Regions from separate parts of the Gossypium hirsutum genome. Here region 1 is linked to region 2. A link is a contact called in public Hi-C data. All regions are on one chromosome and are shown on one strand. The core of a region is the stretch at or near the end of the contact, and the rest is flanking DNA. Distances in the headings are between cores, read along the strand shown.

Region 1 (4,990 bases), core at 1,322-3,821, 160 kb before region 2:
GCTATCCCCATCTATAATTCATAATCCAACAAAATAACAAGTACTTTTGAGGTCGAACTACCATTTTGCATCGGAACCAAAGGCAAATGATAAATCTCAAAGAGAATAAAATATTTTAATTTTTTTAATATCATAACCTGTAGCCAACAACACTTTTCAAGTACAACAATACTTACATTCCCTGCAACTCTGTGCAATTACCCAGCTCTGATGGAATTGCCCCATAAAAGTTGTTATTATGAAGCATTCTGATACATGTAAAAATCAGAGAAAATATCAGCTGCAATAAAATATATTTGAATACAGATCATCCATCAAGTATGAAGAAAGATAAGTCCCACTAATACATACAAAAGCCTCAAGTGCTCCAACTTCCCAAGGTCAGGCGATATAGGACCACTCAGTTTATGATTGGTAAGGCTCCTGAAGAGAAAACGTAGAGAAAAAAGATGTTAAATTGCATCTTCATGTAAACAAAGTAGTTTAAGGGATGTTATATTTGTACATGATCTTCAATACTCACAAAGTTGTCACTCTCTTGGTTTTACTATCACACTTCACCCCTTTCCATTTGCATGGATCAGGATCCTCTGGTCTCCACTGAGAAAGCACACCATCTGAACTAATAATTGCTATCCGAAAGCTCAGAAGTGCCTCTCCTGCATCATGAAAAGCATTTTCACAATCTGTTACCAAATATTCTTATTTCCAGCATGAAATGCATTGTAATCACTGGCTGACTAGAGATTCTATAACCAGCCAAAATCTATTTTATCCAAATTAAATCTAAAAGACTGTCAAAAAGGAAAAGGAAAGCAAAATGTAAACATGCTCACCAAAGTTTTAAATGGTCAAGATTTTCAATGTGCAAATTTCCTAAGTGAGACAAATTAACCAGTAATTTCCAACCAAAAGAGCATTAACATAAGGAGAGCATTTAAGATCCTTTTCCAGATGGTGAGAGAATAAGAGGAGAAAAAAATTTCTAAATATCAGCTTGAATGATCTCATACTACATATAAATGACATACCATCAGGACTGATAGCTCTGATTCTGTTTGCTAGGATAAAAGAGAATAGAATGAGAAGCAGCCATGGCCATTGATATTTCATCAGACGAATGCCCATAATGGCACTGACAAAGCATAATATAGATACTACAAATCATCTGATACGCCAAACTCAGGAATGCACCCTTGTTGTATCATATGGTTATCGGGACTACAACGCCACTTGGCAGCTACAAAAATACAAACAAAGTCTGGCAGGACATAGAGAAGCAAAAATAAGAATTAGAAACAGTTAGATACTTGAAACAGAAACATTGTGCAGAAAGCAGAATTCCAATTGAAATTGTTACAAAGTTCCTTCCAATTTGTGCAGAAAAAATGCATAATTGAAAACCAAGAAAGAACCACCTCCCTCCCTCTCTCTCTCTCTCTAGAACCAAAGGACAAATAGAGCATTGAAGTCTTATACATGAATACATATCAAATAATTCTAATCATGAAAAAAAATCCAACTTGATAACCATTGCAGTTTTGATATCTATGATGGACTATGAGCACTGCTTACTCTTGTACCATACATTGTGCGACATGAATTTCAAAGAATGAACTAATCAGTACAATAAAGCCTTCTCAGCCAGAATCGGACTTTAAAGCCAATTTTAAGGAACATGAACGCTTATGAGAAACAACATTTACATCATTAAAGGTTTTTGCTGCATTAGCATTCTTTATCTAAATGAGATTAGCAGCTTCTACTACAAGCAAGTCATTTCCCAAATCTTCAATCATTTTGAAGCATTTCTGTCAAATTTAAAGTTGCACGTACTAAACGCAAATATAATAACACAAGCAATTACTCTAAGATCAACTTCTCCAACCCTAAACTCTTAACTTGAAAATAAACTACTACCTCTGAAAGTTGAGCTAAAACAATCACTTTGATAAAGTGACACAAACTTTGCGACATAAATCGGACGGAATCAAGAGCTTAAAACGAAAATAGCATTCTTAGAATTCGCCTCTCAGCATGAGCTATTTATATTCCGAGACTGCTAAAAAGGGAAATTGACCTAAAAACGAAGTAAAGAATCGAGCAGGAAAACAATTGCTAACCAATCTGGAACTTAAAACACAAACAGAACCAAACTTTGGAGAAGAAAATGGAATGAAAACACAAAAAATTAAAAATAAAGAGAAATTAAAGAAACCTTGAGATTGAACCGATCTGCAGGCAGTGAGCTGCGAAGAGAAAACAAGCAAAAAAAATCAAATAAAAATAACGAATAAAAAAAGATTCGATGCTACTTCTTTTTTCTTCTTGGATTTCTTTTAATTCTTTTTTTTTCTAATATTATTTTGGTTAAATTCTGAAAATGAAGATGTGATTGTGAAGAGAGAGACTTTAGTCGTTGAAGAGAGTGAGGCAGAGAGCTATAGATTAGATGTTTGGAATTAAAGGGGGGCCGAGTTGAGATGGTGCTGCTTTCTCACGTGCGACTGCGACTTCCGTACGTGCCAACCGACGTTTCTTGCTTTCTAGAAAAAGAGTAAAGTCTAAAGTCTAACACTCTTAACTCCTGGACTCTAAGCGAGTTACAGTAAACTTTGTCCACGCCCGGATCTTATTAAGATATTTCAATTTTGTGTTAATTGTTTTAAATTAAATTAAAAAAAATCCATTTTGTATCAAACAATGTAAATATTTTAATTATTTGTGGATTTATATAAAACTATACGCGTTTTCAACCCTTCTTAAAAAATTAAAAAATATGCAGGAAATGAATTGAATTTTAACTAAATTAATATTAATATTATTAATATAAAAAAATATTGATTCGAGTACGTTGAAATTAAAGGTTAAAAAAATATGCTGAGATAATTTTAATAACTAAATTTTTTTTTCTCGTCACACTTTTAACTTATTCTACTCTTTTTTAAGTGAATTTTTTAATGAATAAAATATTGAATTGATTAATTATTTTTTTAGTGAATTAAAGATTAATTCATTTTAATAAACTAAATATTTAAATTTAAAATTATGTATCACTAGAATATACCGGAAAAACAATTAAAGTTTTTGACATTTATATTAAAATTAAAATTGAATTCTTGTAATAAATTATACGAAATATGAAACAAATAAAGATAAAATAATAAAACATGTGCTGCAGCGAAAATTGATATGTCCATGATTTAAATAGGATAAATTAGTAAAATATGCTATTTTTTCAGTTAGTCTTTTAGGTTGTTGTAAACTTTAATTAGGGAAATTGGTCATTTTAGGAGAGAGAAAGTGAAAGCGCGTCCAGCAGAGTGTGCTTTCTGCATAGATGGCAAGAAAGCGTGTCCAGCTAGACGGACTTTCACTTTCTCTCTCTAAGGTTAGGATTTTTTTTAAGGTTAGGATCTTTAGGGTTTTTAGTTTTTTAGGGTTTAAGGTACTTTGAATGTGTTTAGAGTTTTCGACTAAAACGACAGAAGTTCTTAGGTAGTTTTGAGGGATCGAGGACGTGATAACACGCCTCAACACACATATATTTAATATATCATGGCGAGATAGGATCATCACTTGAGGAACCCATTGTGAGGAAACCTGATTTCGGGGTAATAATGCTTGATAAAACCAGTGGTGGAAGTCTAGGTGGAGGTCACAATCGGCAGTCATGATCTTGTAACAGCCCGATTTCAGTTGTGTCAGAAATAGTGGTTTCAAGGCCACCAAATCAAGCAAGCAAGTTCGTAAATATTATTATTTAATATTTATGGGTTAAATATGATTTTAGAAAGATTTTTGAATTAGTAATTTGTATTTTATAAAGATTTATTCGGCTAAATGGTTTTAGAAAATGAGGTGTTGGGACCTCAATTCTATAAATCGAGTCGTAAATATTTTTATAAATATTTATGGAGTGTCTTTAGGGTGGTATTAAAGTTTCATTAAGAAATTTTAACGTTTCGATTGTTAATTAATTAAAAACCACCAAATTGAAAAAAAAATGCATTCCCGGGACTCCGTTCCAGTAAATCGGATTCATAAATATTTTCAATAAATATTTAAGAAGTTAGTTGTGTAGTTAATTAGGTTTTGGTTAAGTGAATTTTGCTTGAATTAAAAATAATTAGGTAAAAAGATTAAATTACAATAGAGGAGAAAGTTTATTTATAGATTAAAGAAAAACTAAAGGGACTAAGAAGGCAATTATGCCATTCTTTATAGTTGAGGCGGCAAACATGTAAAAATATCAAAGATTTTTATGATTAAAATATATATATGTTTACTTAATAAATAAGAATATTATTATATATTATATTATATTATATTATATTATATTATATATGTTATATATATTATATAAATTGGTAAAGAAACACAAGAAACAGAATGAAATTGAAACGAAACAGAGAAGAAACAGGAGGGAAAGAAAGAAAGAAAAAGGAAAAGGAAAATTTGGGGTTTCAAGGTTCAAAGTTAATTTGGTAAGTCAATTTAATCTATTTTCTTCTAATTTTTGAGTTTTTAGAAACTTAGAATAATATACTGTTGGATTTATGTTGAAAATTTGAAAGTTGGTGGATTTTTGGATACAGTTTATGTTGAATTAATTGATGAATTGGGGGTTAAATTGATAGAATTTCAAGTTAGAATTGGGTAAAGGATTTAATTGTAAAGTAAATTATAAGTTTTGAGTAATAGGGACTAAATTGAGAAAATTTCAAAATTTGGGATTTATGGTGAAATTAGAGAGTTAAATTAGTTTAAAGTGGGAATGGAATGAAAATATGGAATTAGTTTTGAGAATAAAAGTTAGTCTCGGTTCAGGGACTAAATTGGAATTTAGGAAAATATTGAGTAAAAATTAAAATATTTAACATGAGATTGAATTATGTTGTATTGATGATTTTTAATTGTTTTAATTCCGTAATTAGCATCGTATCGGAATTCTCGACTAAAAAGGGGAAAAATATAGTAGACTAGGAAT
Region 2 (4,640 bases), core at 1,064-3,563:
GTTTGTTAAATATTATATGTTTGATATGAAATTGAAGAAAAAGAAAAGAAAGAAATTACCCAATTAAAGGAAAAGGAAAATAGAAGGCCAATGAGTGAAGGAAGAAGAAAATACATCATCTCAACCATTTTATTGTAAGTACTATAAGAATTACCATTATTTTTTTCTAAATGTTCATGCAATAATATTTTAGTTTACTAGGATAGCTAGGTAGGAAATTATGCAAATAAAAGGACTAAATCGTAATACTATGAAATTTATTAAGGGAATTATAAGTGTAAAATATAAAATGGTGCATTTGGTTGAATGTTAATATTTATGTTGAGAAAAAGAAATGTGCATGGAAAATAATATTATGCATGCAATTTATTAATTAGGAGTTAAATTGTGAAATATGGAAAAATATGGAATATTTTCAAAATTTTGTTATAATATGAACATTTGTATGAAATTGTGTTAAATGCCCAAGTTGACAGAATTAGAACTACTGGGATACTAGTGGCATGCCAGTAAGGATCCTCACCGCGCTCTTTGTTTTTTAGTATGCTAGTGCTTTCTGTTTAGCATGCTTGTGCTCTTCGTATAGCACCTTAGTGCTCTCCATATACTTGTGCATATAGTTGCACCCCTGTACTTGATTTGTAAATCCTAAATTGTTCTAAATAGTCTACTGTGGGAAAATGTGTGAAAGCAAGAAATACGAGTATTTAAAGTATCAAGTAAGTATGGAAATTACTCAAGGTAAGTAAATTTGTTGAAATAAATGTCTAGTCATAAAGATATTCATATGTGGAAGTATAATATATATTAGTAACATTTTAAATATATGTTATATTCATTTATTCTTGTAGTGTTTACTAAGTTGTCACTGGCTTAACGTGTTTATTTCAATGCATAGGTATAGTTAAATTTAACGAGCTAGAGTCAAGGTTGTCAGCTGCTCATCTCATCACATTGCCAAGCTCGAAAAGTGTATGTATAGATTTTTTTATTTAGAATGACATGTACATAGGTGGTGTGGTATTTAACTTGGTAAAAAGAGGTTATTTTGTAAACTTTAAAAGTTTTACTTATTGTGGGTAAATTAATTAAGTACTTTAGCATTATTGGAAATGAATTAATAAGAGTTTAAATGTGTGTATGCATATGTGGTATGATTATTGGTTAAGAATGGTTGATTTAGAATTGCTTTGAATTAGGTGGTGTGGTATTTAACTTGGTAAAAAGAGGTTATTTTGTAAACTTTAAAAGTTTTACTTATTGTGGGTAAATTAATTAAGTACTTTAGCATTATTGGAAATGAATTAATAAGAGTTTAAATGTGTGTATGCATATGTGGTATGATTATTGGTTAAGAATGGTTGATTTAGAATTGCTTTGAATTGGTTTTTAAGTGTTGGATTGGTTCAAACTCTTTGCAAAGGGTTTTTTAGCAAATTTTCCAAATATTTTTGAGCAAATTTGACTTAAAGTATCGATACCAAGGGTCAGGAATCGGTACCTAGTGTTTGGAATTGAGTTTTTCAAAAATAGAATGTCAATTTGGTATCGATACCTCGGACATAGGTATCGATACCCACATGAAATTTTTGAAATTTTGAGTTCCAAAATGCCGTTTTGGTATCAACACTGGTCAAGGGTACAGATACCTTGTTAAGGTATCGATACCCTATGTTTTGGTACTGATACTTGCCCTCTATTTTTCTTAAAAAAATCATTTTTAAATCACTTTTAAACGTCAACGATTGACCGATGATGACCTCAAACATTTAAGATAATAATTAATGACTTAAATAAGTTTAAATGCTATAGTTAATGTTTGAAATTACTTACTGTTTAGTCAAGATCTCTTTAGCACCAAATGTAATAGTCCTATATCAGGTCCCAAATATCAGAACTAGTTAGGGGTGTTACACATGAATTTTGATCTAATGTGCAATTTGATATATGAACTTTGATTTGATACAATTATATACGTGGAACTTTAATTGTGGTTCAAATGTATATATGAAACTTTGATTTTGATTCAATCATACATATTTAAATAAATACATCAATATATTTTTATATTGGATAAATATAAGTATTTGTGTATGAAATATATATATAAACATAAAATAAAGCTATATCAGTAATTGTGTTAATAATTTATGAGAATTGAATCAAATAAAAAATTCATGTATAAAATTATAAATTAAACCAAAATTATATATCAATTTTAATATTTATACTTTATTTTATACTAGTTAGGCCAGCTAAAGTAACTAGGTAAATTCAGATAATATTAAAAAATATTAAATCATTTGAGACTCAATACTATACGGACTAATGTCCACATTTTTCAAAAGTATAAAGACCTCTCACATATTTAAACCTTCAGTGAAAAAAAGAGGATAACAATATTGGAACGGTATTTGCCTGATATCATATCAAGAACGAAGGGCAAAGGGGGCGGCGGCTTCGGTCGGAGTAGTTGCTTATCTGTGACTGAGTTTTCTCGACGCACCACCAACATCACAAAGCGCCATGGGTTTACTATCCCTCTCATCTTCTCTAACCCCTTCCTTCCCCTCTCTTCATCTCAAACCTAAACATAAACTCTCTCTTACTTTCCCAAACCCTTCCTTTGCGTGCTCCGCACCCACATCCAAACCCCTCTCCTCATCTCTCAAACTGAAACCTACTGCGAATTCCCTCAAATTTTCATCCCCTCAGAGCCCCGCCACCGCCATGCGAGGGGCCGAGGCCGACGCTATGGGGTTGTTGCTCAGGGAGCGAATCGTTTTTCTAGGTAACAACATTGATGACTTTGCGGCCGATGCCATTATAAGTCAGTTGCTGCTTTTGGACGCTCAGGACCCTACTAAAGATATCAGACTCTTCATTAATTCCCCTGGTGGTTCTTTGAGGTATCCCCTTTTTTTTTCCAGGATTTTATATTTGTTCTGCTGCTCTGTAACCCTAGGCAAAGATAATAATGCAGAGAACACATTGTTGCTACAACTTCTGCTCTGTTCCGTGAAATTGTTTTCTCTCTGGGAAAGAAAGAACATTTTAGTCTGCGTGTGAATCTTGGAAATACATATCCGATGATTTTATCAATGGGCATTTTCATAATTAAGAAAAAAAGAGAGAGGAGAATTCACTAATAGAACTTATTTTTCTATGAATCTTGAACTGACAAGTCATGACTTGGGTGAGTTACTTTATTGGAAAAACTCTGGCTGAAGGTACCATTTCTCAAATCTTGATCGCTTTAATATTCCCCTAACAAACTGAATAATGAATTCTCTGTTTGTTCTTCAACTAGGACACATCATTGTTTAGGTTCTTGGAAATGAAATGGCAATTTTTATTTGATGGGAGTGGGATTCTCCTTGGATATGGATTATCATTGTTTCCTGATATTTCTTGTTGAAGAAGCCTGATAGCAATGATTTAATGATCTATCTTGTTTGTAAACCCCATTTAATAGAGTAGCATCTCTAAAGCACTTATAGAATACTTCCGAACCTTAGTGCTTGATAAGCTAGCAAGTCTAACCACTAAAAATAACTCAAGTAGCCTAAAATGGACATCGGGTCATGGCTGAGCCTATGGTATAAATTTCCAGCAAGCTACAACTCTTGGTTTGTAGCATCAGCTCGAGGATGGAAACTTTATTGCTTCGTCCAAGCATGAAGAGTCTTGCTTCATCATTAAATTAGCATGTGTGGTAGTTCACAATCTTATTGTTCAATTGTGTGTGATTATCTATTCTTTTTTTCTTCTAATGACCAAGGTCAAGTTTCTTAGTGTGCTTTATTTTTTTTCAATTCCTTAAAATGGGAAAATTATGCCCAATAAATGTTTTCTGGATTAGGAGTCAGCTCAGATCCTTCTGTTTATGCAATCTTTGGGTATAACTTAGGTTGTTGCAGGGCCAAGTGGAAGTGTGCATATTCTTCAATCTTTAGGAGCTTAGAGCAGTTGACATTATATGCAGTTTAGGTCATCAATTTACGTTTGAAAACATGTATGCAATCTTACATGTTATATTTCCATTGAGGCTTGAGGCAAAGGGTACCCTCTTTTGCAAGGGAAACGTTTCACTTGATGGGGAAGGAATGGAAGATTTTGGTGAACGGTTCCTCATAATTTGTCTAATGTACTGACATAATCACTTTGCACGTGTGCGCACACACAAGAAGAAAGAAACACCACGAAATATATGAAGACTATAACTGCTAGTAAACATGATAAATTTCCATTTCCTATCCTTTCCACTCAACCAAGTAAGACTGCTTGCCCAACCTTCCTCTGTTTTTATCTTTGTGCAATCCAAATAAGGCTAATAATTAAATTACTTTTTTCTTTCTGTTTTTCTTTAAAAAATTTTATTTTCCTTCCCATTGGTGATGTACAAAAGAATAGAAACTTCCCCGTTATGGTTCCATTTTAACATTTTGTCTTCTTCTATTTGATTTCTGATTGTATCACCTTGCTTGCCTATCCTTTCCTTTTGCTGATCTGCTGTTTTTGCTATTTGTATCAGTGCTACAATGGCCATATATGATGTAGTGCAGCTTGTCCGGGCTGATGTTTCCACAGTTGGAATCGGCATTGCAGCATCAACAGCTTCTATAATCCTTGGTGGTGGC

The links. A called contact is a pair of places that touch in the nucleus more often than the background predicts.
Region 1: a contact with region 2 is called in a Hi-C map of leaf, with 4 times the contacts expected there. The contact joins the promoter of LOC107930105 here to the promoter of LOC107930114 in region 2. A contact is called at or near these places in 6 of 34 Hi-C or Micro-C datasets (callus and leaf).

Annotation. Positions count from the first base shown.
Region 1 is chrA08:108,924,508-108,929,497 of Gossypium_hirsutum_v2.1, reverse strand. LOC107930105 (LRR receptor-like serine/threonine-protein kinase FEI 1) reads right to left here and starts at 2,571. Exons shown (of 14, transcript XM_016861673.2): 1 at 2,219-2,571; 2 at 1,032-1,261; 3 at 524-659; 4 at 352-423; 5 at 177-248. The coding sequence starts at 1,128.
Region 2 is chrA08:108,764,213-108,768,852 of Gossypium_hirsutum_v2.1, reverse strand. It overlaps LOC107930114 (ATP-dependent Clp protease proteolytic subunit 4, chloroplastic), which reads left to right and starts at 2,313. Exons shown (of 2, transcript XM_016861685.2): 1 at 2,313-2,909; 2 at 4,535-4,640. The coding sequence starts at 2,527.